4 separate regions of the Sus scrofa genome follow, and all the other regions are linked to region 4. The links are chromatin contacts, called in public HiChIP or PLAC-seq maps. All regions are on one chromosome and are shown on one strand. The core of a region is the stretch at or near the end of the contact, and the rest is flanking DNA. Distances in the headings are between cores, read along the strand shown. Region 1 overlaps SIRPA (signal-regulatory protein alpha). Region 2 holds the start of SIRPA (signal-regulatory protein alpha). Region 3 has its middle 20 kb from the start of SIRPA. Region 4 has its middle 89 kb from the start of SIRPA.

The links. HiChIP or PLAC-seq counts read pairs in DNA pulled down with a chosen protein or histone mark.
Region 1: an H3K27ac HiChIP or PLAC-seq map of alveolar macrophages shows a contact between it and region 4. The contact joins two enhancer-like sites. A contact is called at or near these places in 1 of 5 promoter capture datasets (liver), 2 of 47 Hi-C or Micro-C datasets (embryonic fibroblasts and liver) and 1 of 2 datasets of contacts at active chromatin or transcription factors (alveolar macrophages).
Region 2: a contact with region 4 is called in an H3K27ac HiChIP or PLAC-seq map of alveolar macrophages, with 7 times the contacts expected there. The contact joins the promoter of SIRPA here to the enhancer-like site in region 4. A contact is called at or near these places in 12 of 47 Hi-C or Micro-C datasets (alveolar macrophages, blood, brain and 7 more) and 2 of 2 datasets of contacts at active chromatin or transcription factors (alveolar macrophages and skeletal muscle).
Region 3: a contact with region 4 is called in an H3K27ac HiChIP or PLAC-seq map of alveolar macrophages. The contact joins two enhancer-like sites. A contact is called at or near these places in 10 of 47 Hi-C or Micro-C datasets (brain, embryonic fibroblasts, epiblast stem cells and 6 more) and 1 of 2 datasets of contacts at active chromatin or transcription factors (alveolar macrophages).

What each region holds. Positions count from the first base shown.
Region 1 is chr17:33,576,155-33,579,836 of Sscrofa11.1, forward strand. It overlaps SIRPA (signal-regulatory protein alpha), which reads right to left. Exons shown (of 8, transcript NM_001011508.2): 6 at 2,294-2,318. Among named protein-coding and RNA genes, the nearest start is that of SIRPA, 33 kb to the right of the region's middle. Within about 2 kb of position 1,642, at least 1 of the 83 cell types and tissues checked has an H3K27ac peak or open chromatin away from gene starts, as enhancers often do. A contact at or near this core is called in alveolar macrophages, where this site is marked.
Region 2 is chr17:33,608,517-33,611,891 of Sscrofa11.1, forward strand. It overlaps SIRPA (signal-regulatory protein alpha), which reads right to left and starts at 2,001. Exons shown (of 8, transcript NM_001011508.2): 1 at 1,520-2,001. The coding sequence starts at 1,598.
Region 3 is chr17:33,628,581-33,632,221 of Sscrofa11.1, forward strand. No RefSeq gene overlaps it. Among named protein-coding and RNA genes, the nearest start is that of SIRPA, 20 kb to the left of the region's middle. Within about 2 kb of position 1,396, at least 18 of the 83 cell types and tissues checked have an H3K27ac peak or open chromatin away from gene starts, as enhancers often do. A contact at or near this core is called in alveolar macrophages, brain and retroperitoneal adipose tissue, where this site is marked.
Region 4 is chr17:33,698,177-33,701,850 of Sscrofa11.1, forward strand. No RefSeq gene overlaps it. Among named protein-coding and RNA genes, the nearest start is that of SIRPA, 89 kb to the left of the region's middle. Within about 2 kb of position 2,340, at least 15 of the 83 cell types and tissues checked have an H3K27ac peak or open chromatin away from gene starts, as enhancers often do. A contact at or near this core is called in alveolar macrophages, brain, retroperitoneal adipose tissue and 1 more, where this site is marked.

The sequences.
Region 1 (3,682 bases), core at 392-2,891, 120 kb before region 4:
TGGGGATGGGGAGGCTGGGAGGTTGGCCAGGGCTCAGAGCAGGAAGCCACCTGTGGAGGTCAGAGCAGAAAGCAAGACTTTCTCTCAGGGGTACCACGGACACCTGCTGGGGGCAGGAGGGACCCACACGGTTTCCCGGGGCCCCACAGACAGGTTAGATGCTCCTGCTATGTGCAGCTGCAGTGTCTAGTCCACTCCCATCGCTACACCCACCACCACCTGTGGCCTCCAAACACAAGACAAAGCATCCCCAGACCCCCAACCTTGGGGCTGTCCTTGACCCTACAATCTGTCAGCAAAAATCCTTTTGGGAATTCCCATGATGGCTCAGCAGAAATGAATCTGACTAGTATCCATGAAGATGCAGGTGTGATCCCTGGCCTCGCTTAGTGCATTAAGGATCTGGCGTTGCCATCACCTGTGGTGTTGGTCACAGATGTGGATGTGGCTCGGGTCTCACGTTGCTGTGGCTGTGGTGTAGGCTGGCAGCTGTAGCTCTGATTCGGCCCCTAGCCTGGGAACTTCCACATGACGTGGGTGTGGCCCTAAAAAGCAAAAAAAAAAAAAAAAAAAAAAAAAAAAAAAAAGAAAGAAAGAAAGAAAAAAAAAAAAAAAGACAAAAAAAAAAAAAAAAAAAAAAAAAAAATCCCTTGGGCTCTACTTCCAAAATATATCCAGAATCTGACCATTTCTAAGCCCATCCCACTACCCTGGTTCAGGCCGCTACCATCTGCGTAGACCACCACAGCAGCCTCCTCTCTGGCCTCTCTGCCTCCACCCTCACCTCCTATAGCTTGGTCCCCACATGATGGTCAGGGTGGTACATTTAAAACAAAGTCAGATCAGAGCTGACCTGTGGGTGCAGTGGGTTAAGGATCCTGCACTGCCCCTGCAGGGGCTCGGGAGGCTGCTGTGATGCGGGTTTGATCCCTGGCCTGGGAACTTCCACATGCACAGGTATGGCCAAGAATAAATAATGAATAAAATAAAACAAAGTCCATCATCTCCCTCCTGTGTCTCCTCATCCCACTGGGAGTAAAACCCCATATCCTAACAGCCACAGGCCCAAGACGACTGGCCTTCACTCCAGATTCTCAATTCCGCTTTTGAAATCCGCAGAGCTTTCCAAAAAAAAAACAAAACCCAAAACCAAAAGGCTTGCAAAATCCATTTAGTGGCAAAATCTGTCCTTAACTAACAGGAAGCTGTTTGTAGTTTGTATTTATTGTCCTTAGCACAGACGTTCGTATGTTTCCACGCAGGTACACTCACGCAGTAGATGACGGCACTGGGGTGAGTACTGGGGGCCTTCCCCAAAGCTGAAACGTCTGGATTAGTAACTCATCTGTCGCAAGGGCTCCAGCAGAGAGACTGTGGCCTGTACCTCCCCCCTCCCCCACCCCCTCCCTTCATTCCTTCCGCCCCAACTGCACCTGCCTCCCCCACCCTCTCAACACTTCCCACCTAGAGCCTTCGCCTTGGTTGCTCTCTGGTCCAGCGGGCACCCCTTACGGTCTGTCCTCCCACCCCCGCCCCGCCCCTACCCCCCAGCTTTGGATCCTTGCTCACATCCCCTCTTCAGTGGAGGCCCTTCCCCTGCCCTCCCTCCCATCTTCATCCCTTTGCTGAGTTTGACTCATCACCATCCACCAGGACTTTCCACATTGTTTCGCCTCCAGGCTCACTGCCTGCCTCTCTCACCAGTGCCTGAGCCTCATGGAGGCCCCGACTGATTCTTGTTCACTGCAGTATCCTGAGCATTCAGAACAGAGCAGGTGCACAGAGAAGGGACGTGGCGAAAATCACCAAAAACCTACATCGACAAACTAATGTACTGTCTGTGATGTAATGTCATCACTTGAGCTTCCGCCCAGGGTGTGGGCTTCAGGGGAGCACAGCTGTTCTAGCCGACCCAGCCACCCTGGCATCGCCAGGGCCGCCCTTGCCAAGGCACTCAATAAATATTTAACGAACAAAGGGAAGAGCAGAGTATACAGCGCGGTTCTGGGGGCAGGTTTCTGTCACAGTCCAAACGGGGTTTGATAAGGGGCTCACTGTCCATGAACAGTAGGCAAGAAATCGGTGCCTCCACAGGCCGAAATCCCTGCAAATCCCCTCATTTGAGACAGGAATTAAAGATGAACCTGATGTGAGGAGCTTACAAAGGAAGGAAACAGGAAAGCGGGCTGGCACAGGAATGAGGGTCAGTGGGTGCAGATTATGCTTTGCCGTTTTAGGGGCAAACCACCAAATAAGAACTGCAAAAGTACCCCCTGCCCAGTGATGCACTTACCTTGTAGAAGACGTGGAGCCTTTGGCTGCAAAAGAAAAGAAACAGAAGCCGATTGTTTCACCTAGAAATACCATTTTCTTATGTAAATTTTTTTTTTTTTTTTTTTTTTTTTTGGTGGAGGGTGGGGGTAGGGTGAGCAGAGGTTTGTCTCCAGGGATGTTGGGGGGAATTGTTAAAATCATATCCTCCAAACCACGGAAACCCCATGCCCACCCCAGTGGGGTGGGTGGTCCATTATCTTTCACGGAGGAAGATGAGTGAGTGGGGCTTTCCTGCTGTCCCACCTCTGGGAGCTGCCAAGGGTCAGATGCCAAAGCAGCCTTCAGCCTGGGAGAGGCCACCTGCCCTCGCCCTGAGCCTCACTTCCATCCACCATGCACATTCCCTGAGGCCCTGTAGCAAACCTGGGTCACCATCGGGGTCCTTCACTGCTGGAAACTAGGTTCTAGCAGGGCTGCTAGGGGTGTGTGTGTGGGCGGGGGAAGCAAGCGTGAATCCCACTTCTGCCACCAACTCACTGGCTGTGTGATCCGGGGTGGATCGCCTCCCCTCTCTGAGCTTGGATTTCAACGCTCTAACTCACAGGGTTGGGCTGGACATGCATTTTCATCTCACCACTTTCCAAAAAAGGATCTTGGGAGGAAAGAAAGGGTCCATCTGGCTCAGAGATTTTAAGCCTGTGATATGGGGCATCCCACAGAGAAGCCACTGGGGTTCAGCCACCATTTGACTCTCATTTTGCTGTAAAATTGTAATTAAAAAGCAACATGCGCAGGCAAATGGGCTCTCCTCCACATTTTCACAGGCTGGAGGCTGCCACAATGCAAGCATTCTCACTGCCACATCGACGCTTGGTGCCTGGGTAGGTATTGGATTTTTAGGTGAGTGGTGCTAGGTAGGAAGGCTGCAGCTCAGCATCTAACTCATCTGAATGGAGGCTGATGAGTTGCCAAGTGTTAGGACACAAGTCCTCTCAGAGGACACTGAGGACAGGATACTGATCAACCTCATTTTACACCAAGGACCCCAAACGACTCCTTAAGGTTAGTTGATACGTGGTAGAATTGAACTTGGGATATTTCCTTGCACGTATTGAGGTAGCAGATGGCAGGCACCTCCAGGGTACCAACAAGGGAGACCGGGTGTCTCATTAGGGTGGAAGTGATGTGCAGAGGCCTCAGATGTGGCCTCTGCAGACCTACTGTCCAGGTTTGAATCCTGGCCTTAGAACACACCAGGTGTGAGGCCCTGAGCAAGCTTTGTAACTTTCCCATGCCTCAGTTTCCTCATCTGTAAAGTGGGGTTAGGTCTGTGGTGTGAACAGTTGCCTGGCATATCAGAAGAGCTGCCTGAGGGCCAGTTGTTACTGTCACTGGAGCCTACATTTGA
Region 2 (3,375 bases), core at 751-3,250, 90 kb before region 4:
ACGGAACCACGGGGTCCTGCACAGAGAAGGGTCTGCGATAGACATTGAGAAATTAACTCGGGCCCAGCTCCCCGCTTCGGGAAAAATCAGGCGCTTGTGAGAGACCCTTGTGTATTTCCAGCCCGGGAAGGAGGGCAGGGCAGGGCAGGACCTTGGACTTTTTTTTTTTTCGCTGGGTGCTGGGCGTTAATGGTCAGCTCAGGCAGGAAGGAGTGGATCAGAGATGCCACTGGCTCACCAGAGAGACGTGACACCTCTCAGGGGCCCCTCCTGCCCAGCAAGTGTAATCGAAAGACCTGTGGTGGAGGGGGTGGGAGGATGCCTGCGTGGATTCCAGGGGTTCAGGGGAAACTGCGGGGCAGAGAGACGCTGCTGTCCACCCCCACCTCTCCCTCCACCCACTCTTTGCTAGTTCTCCCTTTCTCACTGCCATCAGATGGTTACCAGTCTCTAGGCAAATGCCGAAGGAGGGGGGGGAGGTGGATACTGAGCTCATCTTTACCTCCCTCCTCAGGGGAGGGAGGGGCAGAGACCCCTCCACCGACGACACAGCTTCAAGGAACCAAACCCCCAAATCCCCATCTTTCCCACCCCAACTCCTTTAACACAGTTTTTCTGCCCCCCACACCCTCCCAAGGGACTCAACATTCTGCAAAACCCCTTTAAGAAGCAGGGCTCCTGAACGGTGACCTCACCCCTTGGCGAACACACGGTAGCCTTCAGAGCCCGCCTGCTGGAGACAGCCAGGTGTTTGATGTAGGCCAACAAAAAGACATGCTCAGAGCCACAGGTAACAGCCCCACAGAGCACCTGAACTGCAGGGAGCTGCCTGGAAGCCTGAGGAAGGCAGGAGGAAGGGGGAGAGAGGCAGGAGAGCAGCAGGGAACACGACCAGCCAGTGAGGGGCTTTGGCAACCTCGGAGGGGACAATCCGCCTGTTTTCACATCAGGATCTGTTGCATCGAGGCAGCTCACCCCAGGGTTACCTCGGCCTCCCCTCCTGGCTCTCCCCCCATCTAAGCCTGTTTTACTCTGCGCACAAGAAGGAGAGCTCACTCTTCCCTGGTTGCCACAGCCTGCTTCTGTTCCATCCCAGGCAGTACTGGAAAGACCTCTGCGCCCACCCCCTTCTCTCAGACCCCGAAGTCAAACATGGGGAAAACATAAGTCCAGGGAGGGAGCTTCCAGAGAAGCCAGAGGCGCCTTGCTCTGAAAGCCACTGACAGCCTGCCTCCCCCCTCAGATTGGGCAGGGACCTGAACCAACTCGTCTGGGTATGTCTGGGTGCCCAGCATAGTGCGGCACAGTCAGAGTCCAGAGAGACTGGGTTCCATCCTTGGCTGTGTGACCTTGGGCAAGTCGCTGACCCTCTCTGGACCTCAGTTTCCGCATCTGTAACCCTGGTTACCGGCACCTCTCCCCGATTACTGTTCAACAGTAGCCGGGTGGCTCCCAGGGGCCATCTGAGAGGCCTGAGCCTGAAATGTGGGGACGGCGGCGGCGGGAGCGGGGTGCTTACCTGTCCAGGCGCTCAACAAGGCGAGCAGCAGGCAGAGCAGCGGCCCGAGGCGGCCGGGGGCCGGGCGGGCGGGCTCCATGGGCCGCGGCTGCGGAGCGAGGAGGGAGAGCGGCCGTGAGTGCGCGCTCGGGCGGGCGCGGGCTGGAGCGGGGAAATGACTAAGGCTCCCCCCTCTCCCCCCACCTCCCCTCCCGGCCGGGCTTTCCCCCTCCCTCCCCGGAACGGGCGCCTGGAGCGGCTTAGGAGCCGCCTTCAGCGCCGCGATTTTCGGAGAAACCCCCCCGCCGCCACCCCCCACCCCCGAGATCGAGAGACAGAGAAGGGGGAGAGACCCCAAGCGCGCGAGAAACGAAGCCAGGGACGGCCCGCGAGAGGCGGCAGGAGAGGGAAACAGACCCAAGGGAGCCAGGCAGAGAGCCAGAGACACAGAGAGGCGAGAGAGGGAGAGAAAGAGCGAGCGAGCGAGCGGGCGCGGAGTGAGCGAGGCGGCGCGCAGATCGAGACAGCGCGGGAGAGGGAGGACCGCGAGGGCAGGGCGAGGGGCAGCGGGCCCAGCCGCCCCCGCCGCTGCCCACCTGCCCCGCCCGGGCTCCTCGCGGCGCCGCGGCTCGTCTCCTCCGGCCCGCAGTCCCGGCCGCGGCCCCCGCCTTCCTTCCCTTCCCCTCCTCCCTCCGGCCGCGCGGGAGGCTGCGGGGCTCGGGCCCCGCCGGCACCTCCGCCGAGCGCCCGCCCGCCCGCTGCGCGCCCCGGGGAGGGAGGGAGCGAGGGCGGCGCGCGCGGCCCCGGCACCCCCGGCACCCCCGGCCCGGCCCCGGCCGCGGCCCCCGCCGCCGGCGCCCCGCTCGGCTCGGGACTGGAGGAGCCTCGGCTCCAACAATGTGCCAGTTCAGAAGCCCGCGCGCGGCGGCCCCCGGCCCCGAACCGCCTCCCCCACCCCTCGCTCCCTCCCTCTGCCAGCCGGGCTCGGACCTGCGCGGCCGGCGAGGGCTGGAGGACAGTGGAAGCGCCGCCGGGGCTGCCCAGAGACCGGGCCCCTGGCTCCACTTTGCGCAAACTTGTTTTTCTAAGGTCAGCGCCGCGAGCCGACTAAATAGTCCTCTTAAGGTGGACTGGGGAAGTTGCGGTCGACCTCCCGCCGCCTCCGGACTCCGGGCCAGTCTCTGCTTCCCACCGCGGGAGGCTGCAGGCGGCGAGGGGAGCGGGGAGTGGAGGAAGGGGGGAGTCTGGCGTTCGCCCCTCCCCAGTGGCCCTGCCCGGGTGCCCTCAGCCGAAGGCCCCTCTCGGGGAGGGTGAGGGCCAGAGGGGCCCCGATTCTTTCAAAGCTGGGCCGAGGTGAAGGAAAAGCAGGAAGTAAGTGGAGGTAGGGGGAAGGGGAGAGGAAGGAGAGAGTGATGGTACAAAAATAGCGTGTGTGTAGGAAGGACTTCAGTACCGCCTGGAAAAGAGGCGCGGAGAGGAGAGGGAGCCAGAAGGGGGGCTGTGGCCGGGAAACCAGAGGGGCAGGGTCCGGCCTCCCTGGGGAGGTGGGCTCTCCGAACAGGTGCCTCTCTGTCAAGGATGGCTGCTTCAGGGGTGGGGGAGGCCCAGGCAGGGTGTGGGGCCAGGCGGAACTTGAAGGCCTGGGCTTCAGGAAGATGTCAGGCAGCCAGGAAGATGCAGGCAAGTGAGGAGAGCAGGGCCAAGGGGTCTGGAGGCGGGACAGAGCCTGCTGGTGAGAAAAAAGCAACCTTTCTCCCTCTTTCAATCTCTCTGTCTCTCTCCTTCCCTGAGGAAAAGCTGTGTTACCAGTAGCAGCCAGGTCAGGGCTAGGGGGTGGCAATACTCTGGGCCCCTGACCAAAGAAGCCTCCAGATTGT
Region 3 (3,641 bases), core at 146-2,645, 71 kb before region 4:
TGTTTTTGCTGGACTGATGCGTGGCTCTCTGAAACGATGACGTTTGCACAGACACCCAAAGGGTGCCGTGGAGAGAGAGAGGTGTGAATATCTGGAGGAAGAGTGTTCAGGCGGAGGGAACTGCATGGGCAGCGCTGCTGAGCAGGGAGAGGACCTGCACATTCGAGAAGCGCCTAAAGGGTGCAGCGATGGAGAGGGAGGGGGAAGACGAGGAGTCCGAAGAGGTGAACCTCCTCACATCCACCGTCATCACCTCCATCCTACAGACGGGGAAACTGAGCTCAGGCAGGTTAGGCAACTTGCCTGAAGCCACACCACTGGTGACCAGAGGCACGTGGTCTGACACCCATTCCTTCTGATGCCAGAGCCTCTTATTCTCTGTGTTACGAAGATGCTTGATTGTGAAGCACAGGTGGTGCCTTAGAATCAGTAACCTGGGGCTCACTGGGGCTCATTGGGGGTGGGTCATTTTCTCTTCCAAAATCAGTGGGGCTGCATGCTGGACCCCGGGGGCAGGACCATCTCTGAGGGCCTTCCTGGAGAGCGAGGGTCTGCAGGCCTGGTCGTTATCCTCCGGCTGCCCTCACTCGTCACTCAGCTCTTCTGGGCCTTGGCTTTCTTATCTGTAAACGGAAGCTAAGAAGGTAAGAGGCAGATGAGCTCAGGCTGTGGTAGGCGATGAGGAAACCTGGACCCCCCCACTCTCTGTAGGCCCCCGAAGCTGTGGTCCTTACATCTCAGAGGGACCCTCCCTGGGCATGCGTTCAGAAGGAAGCATCTCTCCCCAGGGGTGCTGGCCTGAAACAGGCTTCTGAGAGGTGCAGATGCAGGGAGCTGGGGGACCACACTCCAGGGGTAAAACCTTGTGAAAAGGGGAGACATGGGCAGCCCCCTCCCGGCCCCTCCCAGGGCTCTCCCTGCTTTTCTGTTGCGGCATCCATCACACTTGTAATTACTTGTTTAGCATCTGTCTGCTTCTCTGGGCTGCACGCTGTCTCTGCTGGCCTTGTTCATGGCTGGGTCCCCAGCACTGAGCAGCCTGCCTGGGGCGTAATAAATGTTTGCTGGGAAAACAAACAAACAGACGCCTGGCTGGCTAAGTGAATGCACGGATGCTCTTTGGAGCAGCTGGACGCAGTGGCCCCCTGAGGTCTGGGATCTAACAGAGGCTCTTCAGCCACACGCTTCTTGTGTGATCTTGGGCAAGTCATAGTGTTTTCTGGAAAACTAGGTAGGTGAGTGAGGAAGCGTGGCTTGCAGAGGATCCTGGAGAGGTCTGGAGGGGTGCGTGGGAACGAAGTTCAGGGAGAGAGAACTGCATGGGCCAAAGCAAGGCGGCCTGCTCAGGGCACAGCCAGATGTCCGTGGGACCAGTGCTGGCCCTGCCCCTGGGTAGTGTGCACTGTGTATGAGGAAGCTCAGGCACAGACAGGAAAAGCCCTGGCCTCAAGGCTCCTCAGCATGGGGCCTGGGGGGGTGGGTGTGGGTGGCAGGCTCTTCTCCCCCTCGTGGGGGCCACGTGGAGGGGTGGTGGCACGGGGCAAGGGGACTGGGGAGGCTTTCAGGTCAGTGCTGGGGGCCTCAAAGATCAGGCCGATGAGCCCAGACTCAGGGCTCGAGGCCTAGGGAGCCCAGGTGCTGGGGAGGCAGGGAGAAGGGGAACTCGCCCTCAGACAAGGGCCCCCGGCTGTGCCATGCGTGGGGCAGTGAGGACAGAGTCATTGCACAGAACCCCCCTCACTTCTCCTTCCCTTACTTGAAGGGGAACTCTGAGGAGAGGCAAGGGTTTCTCAACTGGGGCCACTTGGGGGGGTGGGCGCTTAGCTTGGTGGCTGGTGGGTGTGCCCATGTGTGTGCCAGGGTGACTCAGAGAGGACACCACGCCTCTGCGAGACGGAATTCTATCATGGAAATCGTTTGGTAGCCCTCGGGTGGCACGAGGTCGCACAGCAAGCTGGCACTAGAATATTTCGAGCTCGCAGTAATGAAAGCAAACGGCAATTTGGCGTGTCTTCAGGCTTGAAAGCCGCAGCGGCGTTCAGTCATTGCAGGCCCGTCATTACCCGCCGCTAATGGGGCCTGCTGCTCCCAGGCTGGGGAGGGAGCGAGGGCTCAGAGAGGTTAAGTGACTTGCCCAGCGTCACAGGGCCAGTAATGGGAGGGCAAAGTCCGGGCCGCAGTTTGGCCTCTCCCCCTCCCCCAAGGCCAGGCTGCTCCCCGAATGGATCAGCTCTGAGCGGTTCCTAAGCGCTGGTTTCCATAGCAGCCGGGCCATTCCGCACAAAGGCTCCCCCATCTTCCCTGGGCTTCGCTGCTGTGGGGGCTGCAGGGGCGGGACATGCTCTGTTTTGGGGGGCAGCCGCGGGGCCGGGCGGGGAGAAGCTGACAGGCTGTTTGGACAGTGGTGGGGCCCCTGGCCCTTACAGGAGGGCCACTCTTTTTCAGTTCTTCCATTTTGGCTCTGGACTCGAGTTCTCTTTGAGGTTGAGAGGGTGGGGAGAGCGGAGAGAGAAAGATAAATGGAAAAACCAGAAACAGAAAATGGGAAAGACAGAGACAAAAGAAATCATATAAGAGCCCAGACAGCAAAAAAATGAAGAGGCATGCGCTGCTTTCCAGACAAATCGTTTCATGGCATCTTAATAATCGTGCGAGGGGGGTTCTGTTTACTCTGATTTTACAGGTGAGGAAACTGAGGGCAATTGCAGTGCTTCTCGGAATAAAGCCCAAGCGCCAGCCTGTCTCTCCCGGGAGGTGGGGGGAGAGGATGCTGCTTAAAGGGTAGGTTCCCTGCCTTACCCTGGACACACAGGATCAATATCTCTGGGTGGGGCCGGGAACCTGAATTTAGGTGATTCCCCGGGAGAATCTTCTAGAGAGCAAAGTTGGAGGTGTCCCCTGTCAGGATGGCTGTTCGGTCCTTTGCTTAAGTTTATGTGGCATTAATGCAGAGCCAGGATTTAGGACCCAGAAGGGAGTGAGAGAGAGAGGAAAGTGACAAAGAGGAGCTTTTAAAGCAAGACTGATATGCCTCAGAAGAGAAGGCAGAGAGCAAGGAAGGAATAAGGCAGGAAGAGCCACGTGGAGCGGTCGGTCTGCAGCTTGAGGGAAGCTGCAGGATCTGGTGGGATCAGGGCGAGTTTGTTGACCCTGGACAGTCTAAACGCTCTAAGCGCAGCCCTCGCTTAACCCTCTCACCAGGCCAAGGAGATGGGTCCTATCGCTCGAGTTCTGGACGAGGAAACCGAGGCCTGAGCAGAGGGCAGAGCCAGGCTTTGAACGGCCACTGCCTGGCTTTGGAAGAGGTCATGGCTCTAACCTCCCAGCCAGGATGCTCTTAGCAGACGGCCACTGTAGGGAGAGGAGAAGCTGCGTCCTGAGTGCAGCGGAGCTCAGCCCTCCCTGACACTGCTCGGGCTCAGGCTGGTGGCTGCTCTTCTTTCTGTCTCTCACCAGGTAGACAGAGCAGGGGCTCGCACCTGGGCCCGGCTCTTGGCTTCAGGACTTACCCCCTTGTGACCCGGAAGAGTTTCCTCTCCTGCAAATTGGACACAGTAGTAAGACCCATCTCAAAGGGCTACCGTGAGGCCTCGCCTGAGATGGTCTCTCTCTCTCTCTTTTTTTTTTTTTTGTCTTTTAGG
Region 4 (3,674 bases), core at 1,090-3,589:
CGGGTTAAGAACCTGACATAATATCTGGGAGGATGTGGGTTCTATCCCTGGCCTTCCTCAATGGGTTAAGGATCTGGCGTTGCCACAAGCTGCGGTGTAGTTTGCAGATGCGGCTTGGATTTCGTGTTACCACAGCTGTGGTGTAGGGCCAGCAGCTGCAGCTCCATCCGATTCGACCGCTAGCCCGGGAACTACCATATGCCACAGGTGCAGCCCTAAAAAGAAAAAAAGGGAAAAGAAAATCCTAGCTCCTTGCCAAGACCTACAAGCCCCCTCCACCCGGCCTCTGGCCACCTGCAGTCTCCTCAGCCCCCGACTCCCGCTCTTGCTCACTGAGCTGCAGCCCCCTTGACCTTCCTTGTGTTTACAAAATGTAAAGAGTCTGCTCCTCCCACCTCCAGATCTTTGCCCTGACTTCGCCTCTGTCTGGAGCGCCCAGCTCTTTGCAAGCCTGGGTCCTCTCTTTCAGGCCTCAGCTTAGTCGCCTCGTGACATAGAGATGTTTGCTGACACATTTTTGGGAACAGCTCTCCACCAGCCCAGTGCTCTCTTTATAATGTCACTATTTTGCGTCCTTCCTGGCACAGCGAGAAGTGGTAGGTGGAGTCACCCTCAGAGCCTGAATCCAGAGCTGGTCTCCAGCAATACTGGACACTCGAGTAAATTGTTGAGCCTGTTTTGCCATGAATATATTATTCAATTTCTCATTTTTCTTGAAGAGTTGATTCAACCTCCATTTTCCCATCCAGGAAAGGGGGAGATAATTAATCTGCCTCGTGGATCTGCTGTGAGATCCTGCAAGCAAGCACATTTATTTAGAGTATTTGGAACAGAAGCCTGGCACTAGCAGTGTATTTGTGTTTGCCATTAAATTAACACTTGTTATTTGAAATTATCCTGTCTGTTTGTTCCTTTAGTTTTTTATTGCCTCCCTTCTCTCTCTGAAAGGCAAACGTCCCACTTGTGTCTGGATAAACAGATTCCAGCAAGGAGCCGGCAAAGGGCCCAGCCCTTCTGCAACGTCTCCCGTCTCCCGGTGCAGATGGGGAGGCCGAGGCAGGGGTGGAGGGCTGCGAGCGAGCGAGGCTGAAGGAACCAACCCGCTGCGCTGTCGGGCACTCTCTGCGCCCCTCTTTTGCAGGCGGGCACAGAGATGCTGCCAGCTGCGAGTTTCCGTGTCGCAGGCGTTCTGCCTCCCAGCGCGTTTGTCTTTCAAGGCCAGACAGAAGCGATCGCGGAAAAGCCGCCTGCATCCTGCGTCAGCTGCGGTTCAGTATTCAGTCTTCTCACCCCGGTTGGAACAAAGGCATCTTCTTGAAAACAGTAACTTCGTTTGCTGAGATGGCCGGTTTGGAGGTGCCCTGTGCGCTCCAGCGCCCCCGCAGTCCGCCCCCTCCCCCGGGCTGCCGGACAAGCTCCTGCCTCTGAGCTGCACTTCTGCGGAGGCGCAGGGACCGGCGGGTTCTAGTCCCCAGGTCTCCGCCTCTAGGTCTCTGCCCCGGCCAGCTCCTCCGCGGCCATGCGCGGCCTCTCCTCGCCCGTCAGACGGGGCGAGAGCTTGTAGGTACCGGGCCTACGCAGCCGCCTGCAGCGGACCGCAGCGCGCAGGAGGGGCTTGGTGCATATGGGCTCCCGTGTCCCTTTCCGATGCTGTTTCTCAGCTACCTCTTTTGAAATCCCTCCCAACCTCCCTTGGGGACAGGATAAGTTAAGCGGTCAGAGCAGGGGTTCGGGAGGCAGGGAAACCTGCCTCCAAACCCTACCGGACCGCCGGCTGTGCAGCCAGAGCAAGTTACCCTCTTGAGGCCACAGCTTCCTCATCTGTAAAATGGGGATGGAATAGTCAATAGGGTGATCCGTTCAGTCATTGCCACAAATTGCTTGATTCACTAGTATAGTCACTTTTTACAGTGTACAAATGTGGAACAGGTTCAAGGTAGGAAGGGGCTTTTTCAAGGTCGCAAGGCAAACCCTCCAGATCTCCTGAGGGTTTAGTCTTCAGCAGCCTAAAGGGTGAGTTCCCCAAGGGGTTTTATAAAGTCGGATGGCGGTGCGCAGCAAGGAGCTTTAGGGTCATCTCTCTTTCTATGGGCTCTCTGCCCCCACCCCCAGCCCTTAAGACGCACGCATTACCATGGGAACCGGAAGGGTAATGGCTGGCCGATCCTGAGCCTGTTCTGCATGTCTCTCTCCCAAGCCGAAACCATTTATTATTGTTGTTGTTATTATTTTTTAAATGTAATACAGAAAGCCTTGGCTGGGTAGGCGCCAGCCGGCTATTCAGAGCAGCCCCTAACCCCTCCGCAGCTCCCTACCAGGAAGGAAGCCTCAGGTTGCCCTCTAGTGGCCGGCGGGGTTATGCAGGTCCGTGAAGCTGACAGACAAGGGAACCAGAAAAACAAGCTTCTCTTCGCATGTGGTGGAGGCTGTCTGAAAGAGGGAGGGAGAAAATACAGCCTGGTCCTCTCACTGCTATTTGTGGTCCTGGTGGATCTCTCAGGAATCTTGGGAATAGAGAATAAAAGACCAAATTTGAAAGGCACAGGAGTTTTTTTCATTCTGCTTTTATTTATTTTTGAATAGATGACACATTTACATGATTCAAAAGATAAAAGGCTGTAGAGTGAAGAGGAAGTCTCCCTTCCACTCTTGGTCCCCGCCACCCAGTTCCCCTTCCTAGAGGCAGGCATTGTCATGTTTCTCACATCTCCTCCTGCAGAAAGCCTATGCAAACACAAATATTTTACAGGTTTAGTAGCTTCCTCTGTATACTCTTTTGCATCTTGCTGCTTCACTTAAAAATGTATCATGGGATTTGTTCCATATTGATTCATGGACAGCTGCCTCATTCTTTTGAACAGCTGCATAATATTCCATTGTCCGGATCTCATAATTATTTGATCAGTCTTCTATTGACAAGACTTTAAATTGCTCCTAATCTTTTGTAATCATGATGTTACAACAAAAACCTTGTACATACACTGTTGTGCATATGAGTAAATCACTTAGCTGTTGCTGTATAACAAACACAAGTTTTTCAACAAAAGGCTTTTGTTACTGTTCAGATGGATCACTGCTAACCCTGCTGATCTGGGTCAGGCTGGGCTCATTTTGTGTTGGCTCCTTGTGTGAATGGATTGGAGGGTGGCTCTTGCTGAGGTCTGGCTGGTCTAGGAAGAATGGGCTCAGTCACATGTGTAGCAGTTGGCTGGTTGTCAGCTGGGGTAAGAAGGGTGCTTGGGCCATGTCTCTTATCAAGCAACATGCAGTCTGGAAACTCCATGACTGGTATCCCATTCCATCATGTTCTGTTAGTCCAAGCAAGTCACAGGCTAGATTCAAGAGGTGGGGAAAAGGAAACCACCTCTCTGAGGGAGGAGCTGTAAATTCATGTTGCAAAGGGTATGACGCAAGGGCCATGGATTATTGTGGCCATTAAGAAATATATTTCTTTTTTTCTTTTTTTTTTTTGGTCTTTTTGCCTTTTTCTAGAGCCACACCTGTGGCATATGGAGGTTCACAGGCTAGGGGTCTAATCAGAGCTGTAGCCACCGGCAACACCAGATCCGAGCCACGTCTGCGACCTACACCACGGCTCACGGCAACGCCAGATCCTTAACCCACTGAGCAAAGCCAGGGATCGAACCCACAACCTCATGGTTCCTAGTTGGATT